Regions from separate parts of the Mus musculus genome. Here regions 2 and 3 are each linked to region 1. The links are chromatin contacts, called in public ChIA-PET maps. All regions are on one chromosome and are shown on one strand. Each heading gives the region's core, a stretch centred on a gene start, on an enhancer-like site or on the middle of the called end of the contact. The rest is flanking DNA. Distances are from core to core; before and after follow the strand shown.

Region 1 (2,817 bases), core at 130-2,629:
TCTCCTGGACTTGTCACTAGATGCTTTCTGTAGGAGCCTGCTGCCTGGTCCTATGCAGATGAGCTCCCTGGTGGGGGCGGGGGGTGCAGCCCCCACCTCCAGTCTTGCCTCAGCAGAGCTCAGCTCACACCTCTCCCAACTTGCAAATTCTGCCCTTCTCTGAGATGAAATGGAGGCAAGGAGCAGGTCATCCAAAAGTGGCCTTCCGTGGTTCACCACACCCATCTGGGTTTTTCTTCGGAAATAGCAAAAGCACCCATAGCTTTTTCTCATCCTGACAGCAGAGAGATGCCTGCCCTCTAACAGAAAGAGACCCTGTCAGTCCAGGTGATGCCTCCACCTGCTTGCTCTTCGCCTACATAATAGAAACAAGTTTGAAACCTATAGTCTTAACATTCGTGGTATGCAAGTTCTGAGTCTACCTTCTGTCTCCATTAGGTTACCTGCCCTGGGACAGCTATTTTTGAATTTCTGAGCTCTGAACTCTGCTGGTGCCTCCAGCCTCCTGGCAGGCAGATGAGGTGCCTGTCACCATGCCTCTCTCTTCTGTTTCAGCTGTGATCCCTCTGACGGATTCGGAACACAAGCTGCTGCCCTTGCACTTTGCTGTGGACCCGGGAAAGGACTGGGAATGGGGGAAAGATGACAACGACAATGCCCGGTTAGCCAAGTAAGACCTGCCCCGCAGTCCAGTCCGGACCCCAACACCCTGCGGGAGAGTGGTGGTGACAGGACTCCTGTTGGGATTTGGGGGACTAAAGGGCAGGGAGAGGATTGCACGCGCAGGCGAGTGAGCTCCTGCCACCTCCGGAGCTTCTCACTGGGTGTTCTTTTGTCAGCCTCATCCTGTCCCTAGAAGCCAAGCTGAACCTTCTACACAGCTACATGAATGTGACGTGGATCCGCATCCCCTCCGAGACCCGGGTGAGCCTCGAGTGCACGAAGCCCCACCCAGTGACCGGGCAGCAGCCGCTCTGTGCGGTGCGGGCAATGCTGTGCCTCCCCAAAGTCTCCACGCAGCGCAGCGCTCGGCTCCACGCCTTGGGGAGGTCCCACACCTTCATGCCCCAGAACCGGACCCAGCTACTGATTCCTAGTCCAAACACTTCCTCCCGGTGGGAGGCGGGCGCGTATTAGGGGCCCTCCCTCTCCCCCACCCCCCTCCACCTCTTATTTTACACAGCAGGAGAAGAATAAACACACCCACTCACAAAGCAAACCGTAGGCAAGTCAAAACACAAAACTATCTCTGCAGAGATCGGAACAAAATGTGCCGCGGCAGAGCGGAATTAATTATAACTGTGTGTGGATCCTTAGAAAATCTAGGGAACCAACAGCGCTAGTCCTCAGCGCGCGCCCTTCCCCTCCCTGAGGCGGAGGTGGCCTCCGGTGGAGCTAGCAGAAGGCGGAGAGACGCGGACCCATCCCGGGGGTGGGATGGGGGTTGCCCCTGCTTGCAGATGCTGAGAGATTCTTTTTAAGTTTGTGACTGATGTTTTCATAATCTTGGGAGGGAACTCCCAAGGGAAGGGATTTGTGAAAATTGCTTGCAAATAATTGGTCCTCCCTGACATCCGTTTACTTATGTATCCAGCGGATTCAAAGTACTGAAAGGAGACATCCCGCTGAATGGCTCCTGCCCCACTGTTCTGATTGCTCACTTCCGCTTCGCCTGGACATCATCCAAGTAGGGCGCCCCCACGTGGCTCTGATTCGCCATGTTCTTGGGGCACAAGAGACAGCCAGTCAGTGACAGAATCTTGCCTCTCTCATGCTGGAAGGTGCCACTGTGCCCCAGGATGATGCTCTGTAGCACCTACGTGGTATGCAATGGCAGCAGCCCTAGATCCATAATCAGTACCTTCCAGCTGAGCACATCTTTTCCCTACAAAGAGCAGGATGCATGGCCAGACCTTGGTGACCTCCATATCAAGTACAAAGCTCAGCAGACAACCCCACTGCTAAAGGGCACACAGCCAAGGCCCCTCTCTTACTGGGGCCCCTTTCCCTGTTTCAACCTTGAAGCTGACACTCTTTACCATCCCCGGCAAGCCAACCTAAAACTCAACTCTCTCCAAACTCAAGTGAAAGGAGGGATTTCTGCCTGGGTGGTGGTCAGCACAGGTCTGCCAGCCTTGCTTCTACTGACCTAGCCACAGCAGCTCATCCTTCTGGAACCTGCTTGAGCAGAGGAAAAGAATAAAGTGAGGAGCAATGGCTTCTCCCTTCTCTTCTAAAGACCAGAAAAGGCCTGCCCAGGCATGTACTAGTTCCTGACACACCCAGATGCAGGCTGGAGAGATGCTGTCTTTCCAATGACTCTCCTCACAGGAAGGTCCCTCTTTGGAGAACTTATGGCAGCTGCCTACCCAGCATGACCTCCTCTCATAGCCTTCTCAGGCTTGCCACCTATCCCAGAGATTGGCCTAGCCATGCTCTGCATGGTCTCGCCCTCACTGGCTGCCCCCAGGTAGTGTCGTCCAGGTTATTGTCCATGGCATTCCTTCACTAGTGCCATCCCACAAGACCCCACATCCTCACTGGAAGCCATTTCCAGCATCCTTTTCAGCTTAGCATTCCATTTGTAGTTAGAGAAGGGAACTCCTGAAGTAGCATGTCATAGCTGGATAAAGGGAGTGGTGGTCCAAGATGAAGAACGGGGTTTAGGGCAAGGTGCATAGCCCCTGCTTGGAATAAGTAGGTGATCCATCTGTGTGGGAGAGATGCTGTCTTCCTTGCTGCCCTCTGCCTTTACACGGAGATCTGGGACATGTTTCTAATGGTGCCAGTAGTCTGACCATGGAGGAAGGCCAGAGT
Region 2 (2,817 bases), core at 186-2,685, 460 kb after region 1:
TCCTGAAGCCTCCCTCCCTCCATCACCACATGCATGTGCTCCTGAAGCCTCCCTCTATCCATCACCAAATGCATGTGTCCTTGAAGTCTCCATCCATCACCACATGTGTCCCTGAAGCCTCTATCCATCACCACATGCATGTGTTCCTGAAACCTCCTTCTATCCATCACCACATGCATGTGCCCTTGAAGTCTCCATTCATCACCACATGCATGTGTCCCTGAAGTCTCCATCCATCACCACATGCATGTGTCCCTGAAGTCTCCATCCATCATCACATGCATGTGCCCCTGAAGCCTCCATCCATCACCACATGCATATGTCCCTGAAGTCTCCATCTATCACTATACTCTATGGGCTCCTGAAGCCTCCATCCACCACCACATTACACAGCTCTAAGGTACCTGCCAGAGCTGTTTTAGCCATAATAATCTCTAGCTCACATTTCTCCCGAAATAGCAACTTGCATTATATCTTTTGCCTCTGACCCATTCACAGTCACATTCTCCCATCATTAGAGGACTATCAGCACACCTCTGGTACCTTTTAGTTTGTGTTTCAGCATCCTTTCCTTAAAATATACCCATCAATCAATATGTTATTTGCTTCAAATATACATATTAGGCCAACTAACTCTTTGTGCCCATCAGGAACAGTGGTTCACAGTATCAAGATCTTCTTCATCAGACTGCCAGGCCACAGTTGACTGTGTGTGTACATGTGTGTATGCCTGTGTGTGCTGGTGCATATGTGTCTTGGGTGTGTGCATGTGTGAATACTTATGTATATGTTCATAGCATTAACCATGGATGCATAACTTCACCACGTGCACACTGAGGCATTGTTTGCAGGAATAGGAATGTGTACCTTACAATGTGTACGTGCATCTGTACTATTCGTGTGTGTGTGTGTGTGTGTGTGTGTGTGTGTGTGTGTATGCACACATGCACATAGAGTTCAGGGTGTCCCTGTGCATATCTTAAAATGAGTGGGGGGTGGTCTTGGTACCTTTTCCCAATATGCTTGTTGTGGATTGCAGCCACTGGGAAGCCTGGCCCCTCCTGTGGACACCAAAGCCACAGAGAAGGAAAAGAAGCCACCCACAGCCACCACCAAGGGGAGAGGAAAAGGAAAAGGCAAGAAGAAAGGCAAAGTGAAAGAGGAAGTGGAGGAAGAGACGGACCCCCGGAAGCTTGAGCTGCTCAACTGGGTGTGTGCTCACGTGCTCGTGTCCTTGCCCGTGTGTCTTCAGAGTTCTGGACTGGCATTCCCCAAGTTCTCCGGAAGAGACTCCCTTGTTACCTTTGCTTCATCCCTGCCGGGATGGGGGACAGATGGGTTAATGTCAATACTTCATGGCAATAGTGTGTTCACTTCAATGTAGCCGTCGGTGGTCACAGCTGTTTCGTAAGGAGGAGTGGTTGTCCCTGTGGCATATGCTTGCCACTGCAGAGGGAGACCTGGAAAACATGCATGATGGCTCCAGCCTCCCAAGCCGGAGGCTAGCTACTGCTAACCACCTATCACTCCTTTCTACACTACCACTTCAAAAGGGTTTTGTGGCATGAATTCTAAATATGTGGTTTGTTTCCCATATTTTCCTGCCCCAAATGTCTGCATGTCTGCCAAGCAGAGAGAGCTACTACTGAGTAAATGACCAGAACTTCCTTTCAGAGTGGTACCTTGGTTCCATAAATAGGAGCGTGTGGTCATCACTCACCCAACGGCACCCTAGTGGACTATGACATGCCCACATGGTCTGACCACTGCCAAAAATGCTCCCCAGTCAAGGAAACAGCAGAGAGAAACTTAGCAGGGCAAACGCTGGGATGGCTATCTTTAATTCATTAGAAATTTGTTTAGATTCATTTTTACTATTTTACATGTGTAAGTATTTTGCCTGCATATGTGTATGTGCACCACCATGTACATACACCTAATCCCTACAGAAGTCAAAAAAAGGCACTGGGTCCCCTGGGATGGGAGTTAGCAGGGAGGTTGTGAACTAACATGTTAGCCCTGAGAATTGAACCTGGGTCCTCCTCAAGCACAAGAAGTGCTTGTAACTTCTGAGCCAACTCCATGGCCTCTTTGACTCTTTTTGTTGTTGTCGTTTTGTTTTGTTTTGTTTTGTTTTGTTTTGTTTTGTTTTGTTTTTCGAGACAGGGTTTCTCTGTGTAGCCCTGGCTGTCCTGGAACTCACTCTGTAGACCATGTTGGCCTCAAACTCAGAAATTCGCCTGCCTCTGCCTCCCAAGTGCTGGGATTAAAGGTGTGCGCCACCACGCCTGGCTCTTTGACTCATTTTTAAAAGATAGAATCCCTTACAAACTTTGACAGAGCATGAGGGGACCAAACTGAAAGCAGAGGGGAGAAGGTTAAGGCATGGTTATTCAAAGGAAACAACCTTGGGAACCACAGACTGTCGTGCAGGCCCTTAGTGCAGCTCTTGACAGTCATATGTGAGGCCATGGGCTCAATTTCCAGCACCAGGTTAACAAAACATGCCCCCAACACACACATGCATGCACGCACGTGCACAAAGCAAACAAACAAAATATCAAAACATTCCGGAACTTTCCATGGGATGTCCTAAGGTCTCATGCCTGGAGTCTTCTGGGAGGCCACTCATGGTCTCCCTTCTGGATTTCCTGCAGGTGAATGCCCTGGAGCAAGCCATGCTGGATGCTCTTGTCCTAGATCGGGTGGACTTTGTAAAGCTCCTGATTGAAAACGGAGTGAACATGCAGCATTTCCTCACCATCCCGAGGCTGGAGGAGCTATACAACACCGTGAGCATCCCGGGAGGAAGGGTGG
Region 3 (2,817 bases), core at 189-2,688, 350 kb after region 1:
GATGCCATTCTCTTTCAAAAATGACCCACTCTGCCGTCACAGTGTTTATTCTTGCATCACAGAGCTGATTCTTGACATGCAACTATAATACTTACTTGTGGCATCACAATACTCCAGTGAGCCACCACAATGCTTGTTATTGTGCTAATATGTCATAAATCACAATGAACCATCGAAGGGCTTCATTGTGACATCTCAACATTCCATCTTGACTCAAAATGCTGCAAACTGCCATTGTAGTGCTGTGCCGTTTCATTACAATGTCTTATTGTTTCATCACTATAGTATATTGTGATGCCACAGTGACCCATTGTGGTACACAAATGCTCCCAGTGCCATCGCTATACTCCCGTGCACCATTACAATTTTGCACACAACTCCATTTGCTATCACAGTAGGACACAGTGACATCACAATGCTCCATTGTTTTAACAGAGTGCTCCACTGTGCCATGGAAATGCAGGAGTGTGGTATCACCAAGCTCAGTGGTGACATCATGATCTTTCATTGTGTCATAATGATACTTCATGGTGTCATCACAAAGCCAATGTTGTGATGTCATAATGTTCTCCAGTGTAATCATCTGCTGATTTGTAATATCACAGCACTCCATTTGGCCATCACAGTGATCCATCTGTTGCCATAATGATATAACATCATAGTGACTCATTTTGTCTTCGCGGTGCTGTGTTTTATTATGTAGGTATGCTCCATTGTGCCAACACCACATTCCAAAGCGTGTGTGTCTGCACAAGTAAGTGTATGAAGGCCAGAGGTCTGCCTCAACTGTCATTTTTTCTTGTACTAGTCTGGAACTTGCCAATAGGCTAGATTGTCTATATGCTCCTGTTTCTGCCTCTTGGAGCTGGGATTACAAGCACTCATTACCACTCCTGACTTTTTAAATGTGGGTCCTGGAGATGGGACTCCCATCTTATGCTATCAGAGCTGTCTCCTAAGACTCACAACGCTGTGTTTTTTTGTTTTATTCACAACTAGTTGCAAAGACTTTGTTTATCTTCCCAGGCTATTTTTTTCCCTCATTGCTCAAACTGAGTAAATTTCATTAGTCCATTTGCATTTTCACATAAGTTCCTTGAGTGGATTGTTATCCCTTTTGCAGTAGCTTTTCAGTTTTGTAATTAGCACTTGGTTATTTTTATAATTCCTGTTTCCTTGTTGAGGTTTCGTTTGCAATTAATTACTGAATCAGTTTTGATCATGACTGCTTAAAATGTTTCTATTAAATAATTCTAAGACCTGATTCTTTCTTCTCAGTGCTATAGTTGATTACTCTTTTTTCCAAATTTCAGTGTTCTTGGTTCTTAGTATGCTGGATGTTTTTGTCATTGTAGTGTGAAAGGCTGACTCTTCTCTGAGGACAACCCAGACCACACCTAACTTTTCTCTATTTGTAGTTATGCTGTTAGGTTCAGCAGTGCAGGTGTGACCTGCTTTGTGGGCTGCGGTTGCCTGACATCTGATTTTCAGAGCCTTTGTGGTGCTGTGTCTGTTTGCCTGTTTTTGTTTTTGTTTTTCTCATGTGTCTTGCTCTCCCATGGGTTCCTTTGGGTGCTGCTTGAGAACTCAGAAAGACCCTTTTCAGCCCCAGCTGTTGTTTCTAGAAGGAAGAACTGTCCAGCCTTAAGAGGCCAAGTGTTCTTCCTGGGCTCTGCACTTGTGCAGGGAAGGAACACTTGTTTTGTGGCTGCGTTTATCTTGACTGCACTGTTCACTATCTGGTGTCACAGTCCTGGAGGGACAAAGATGTTTCCTGGGATGAGCTCTTGACAAGGTGAAATCCTCTTTGCCGATGCAGGCCACCTCTGTTCTTTCAGGGCATCTCCCATGCCATGAAATGAGAGGTGGGGCGGTGTCCTTGGACTTGCTGGGGAAGGAAAGCCCTTCCACAGGGTGCTGATCACCAGCAGGGTCTCTGATCAGCTCGCCTACATTTCTGCTGCCGTTGATGGCTTTGCTGATTGCGTTGGTTACTTTTGTGCGGTTGTACTGGTCTCTGTTGTGATTTGAATATTGAACATTCCCCACAGAGTCATGAATACAGATGGTGGTGCTGTTTTGGAAGGTTGTCTATTGTAGATGGTGGGGCTTCACTGCAGGAAATGAGTTACAGTGAATCTTGAGGTTTTTATAGCCTGGCCACACTTTCTGTCCTCTCTCTGCTTCCCGACTACGGTTACAAGGGTTCTAGGTACCCACCCTACTGTAGGTAGCCATGCTTTCATCATGGTGGACTATATCCCTTCAAAACCGTAAGCTAAATTCAGGCCTGCAAGATGGCGCCAGGAGTAATGGCTTTGGCTGCCAAGCTCCCAAACCAGAGTTTGATTTTCAGAACCCACGTGAAAAGAACTGACTCCAGCAAGTTGTCCTCTGACTTCACATGCACGCTGTGGTATAGGCACAGAAGAGAGTTCCCATTCCAGAGAGGACGATAACAAGAAAGAAAGAACCAACATAAGACCAAACTCCAGAAGATCAAATCCTACAGCCTCATGTCTGACATTCAGGGCACAGTGTCATCACCAGGGCTCCAACCGTGTTGAGCAGCTTATGTTCCTACATTTATAACATACATGGCCTCTCTCGAGTCTGCTACACCCAGTGCCTAAGCCATCCCTTATTGCAGGATTTTCCCTGTCCAATTACGTTACTGCTGAGGAGGCCTGTGATTGGACAGGGAAAAGGGAGGTGGAGCTAATAGTAGCAGAGACGGAGAGCTCTCAGAGGAGGAGAAAGGAGAATGGAGGCAGATATGAACCAGCGTGGCTTGAACCAGCCACAGTTATGATATAA

What was found. ChIA-PET counts read pairs in DNA pulled down with a chosen protein or histone mark.
Region 2: an RNA polymerase II ChIA-PET map of memory CD8 T cells shows a contact between it and region 1, with 6 times the contacts expected there. The contact joins two enhancer-like sites. A contact is called at or near these places in 1 of 15 datasets of contacts at CTCF or cohesin (large pre-B cells), 5 of 484 Hi-C or Micro-C datasets (CD4 T cells, Th1 cells, bone marrow-derived macrophages and 2 more), 6 of 115 datasets of contacts at active chromatin or transcription factors (embryonic forebrain, embryonic stem cells, memory CD8 T cells and 2 more) and 3 of 9 other capture datasets (adipose tissue, embryonic stem cells and liver).
Region 3: a contact with region 1 is called in an RNA polymerase II ChIA-PET map of memory CD8 T cells, with 28 read pairs. The contact joins two enhancer-like sites. A contact is called at or near these places in 1 of 15 datasets of contacts at CTCF or cohesin (large pre-B cells), 1 of 484 Hi-C or Micro-C datasets (bone marrow-derived macrophages) and 5 of 115 datasets of contacts at active chromatin or transcription factors (bone marrow-derived macrophages, double positive thymocytes, embryonic stem cells and 2 more).

What each region holds. Positions count from the first base shown.
Region 1 is chr7:63,754,077-63,756,893 of GRCm38.p6, forward strand. It overlaps Otud7a (OTU domain containing 7A), which reads left to right. Exons shown (of 14, transcript NM_130880.1): 12 at 556-670; 13 at 840-924. Among named protein-coding and RNA genes, the nearest start is that of Gm39023, 97 kb to the right of the region's middle. Within about 2 kb of position 1,380, at least 90 of the 459 cell types and tissues checked have an H3K27ac peak or open chromatin away from gene starts, as enhancers often do. A contact at or near this core is called in bone marrow-derived macrophages and memory CD8 T cells, where this site is marked.
Region 2 is chr7:64,216,451-64,219,267 of GRCm38.p6, forward strand. Trpm1 (transient receptor potential cation channel, subfamily M, member 1) reads left to right here. Exons shown (of 27, transcript NM_001039104.2): 11 at 1,040-1,210; 12 at 2,658-2,792. Among named protein-coding and RNA genes, the nearest start is that of Mir211, 12 kb to the left of the region's middle. Within about 2 kb of position 1,436, at least 11 of the 459 cell types and tissues checked have an H3K27ac peak or open chromatin away from gene starts, as enhancers often do. A contact at or near this core is called in bone marrow-derived macrophages and memory CD8 T cells, where this site is marked.
Region 3 is chr7:64,100,398-64,103,214 of GRCm38.p6, forward strand. No RefSeq gene overlaps it. Among named protein-coding and RNA genes, the nearest start is that of Gm45988, 29 kb to the right of the region's middle. Within about 2 kb of position 1,439, at least 25 of the 459 cell types and tissues checked have an H3K27ac peak or open chromatin away from gene starts, as enhancers often do. A contact at or near this core is called in memory CD8 T cells, where this site is marked.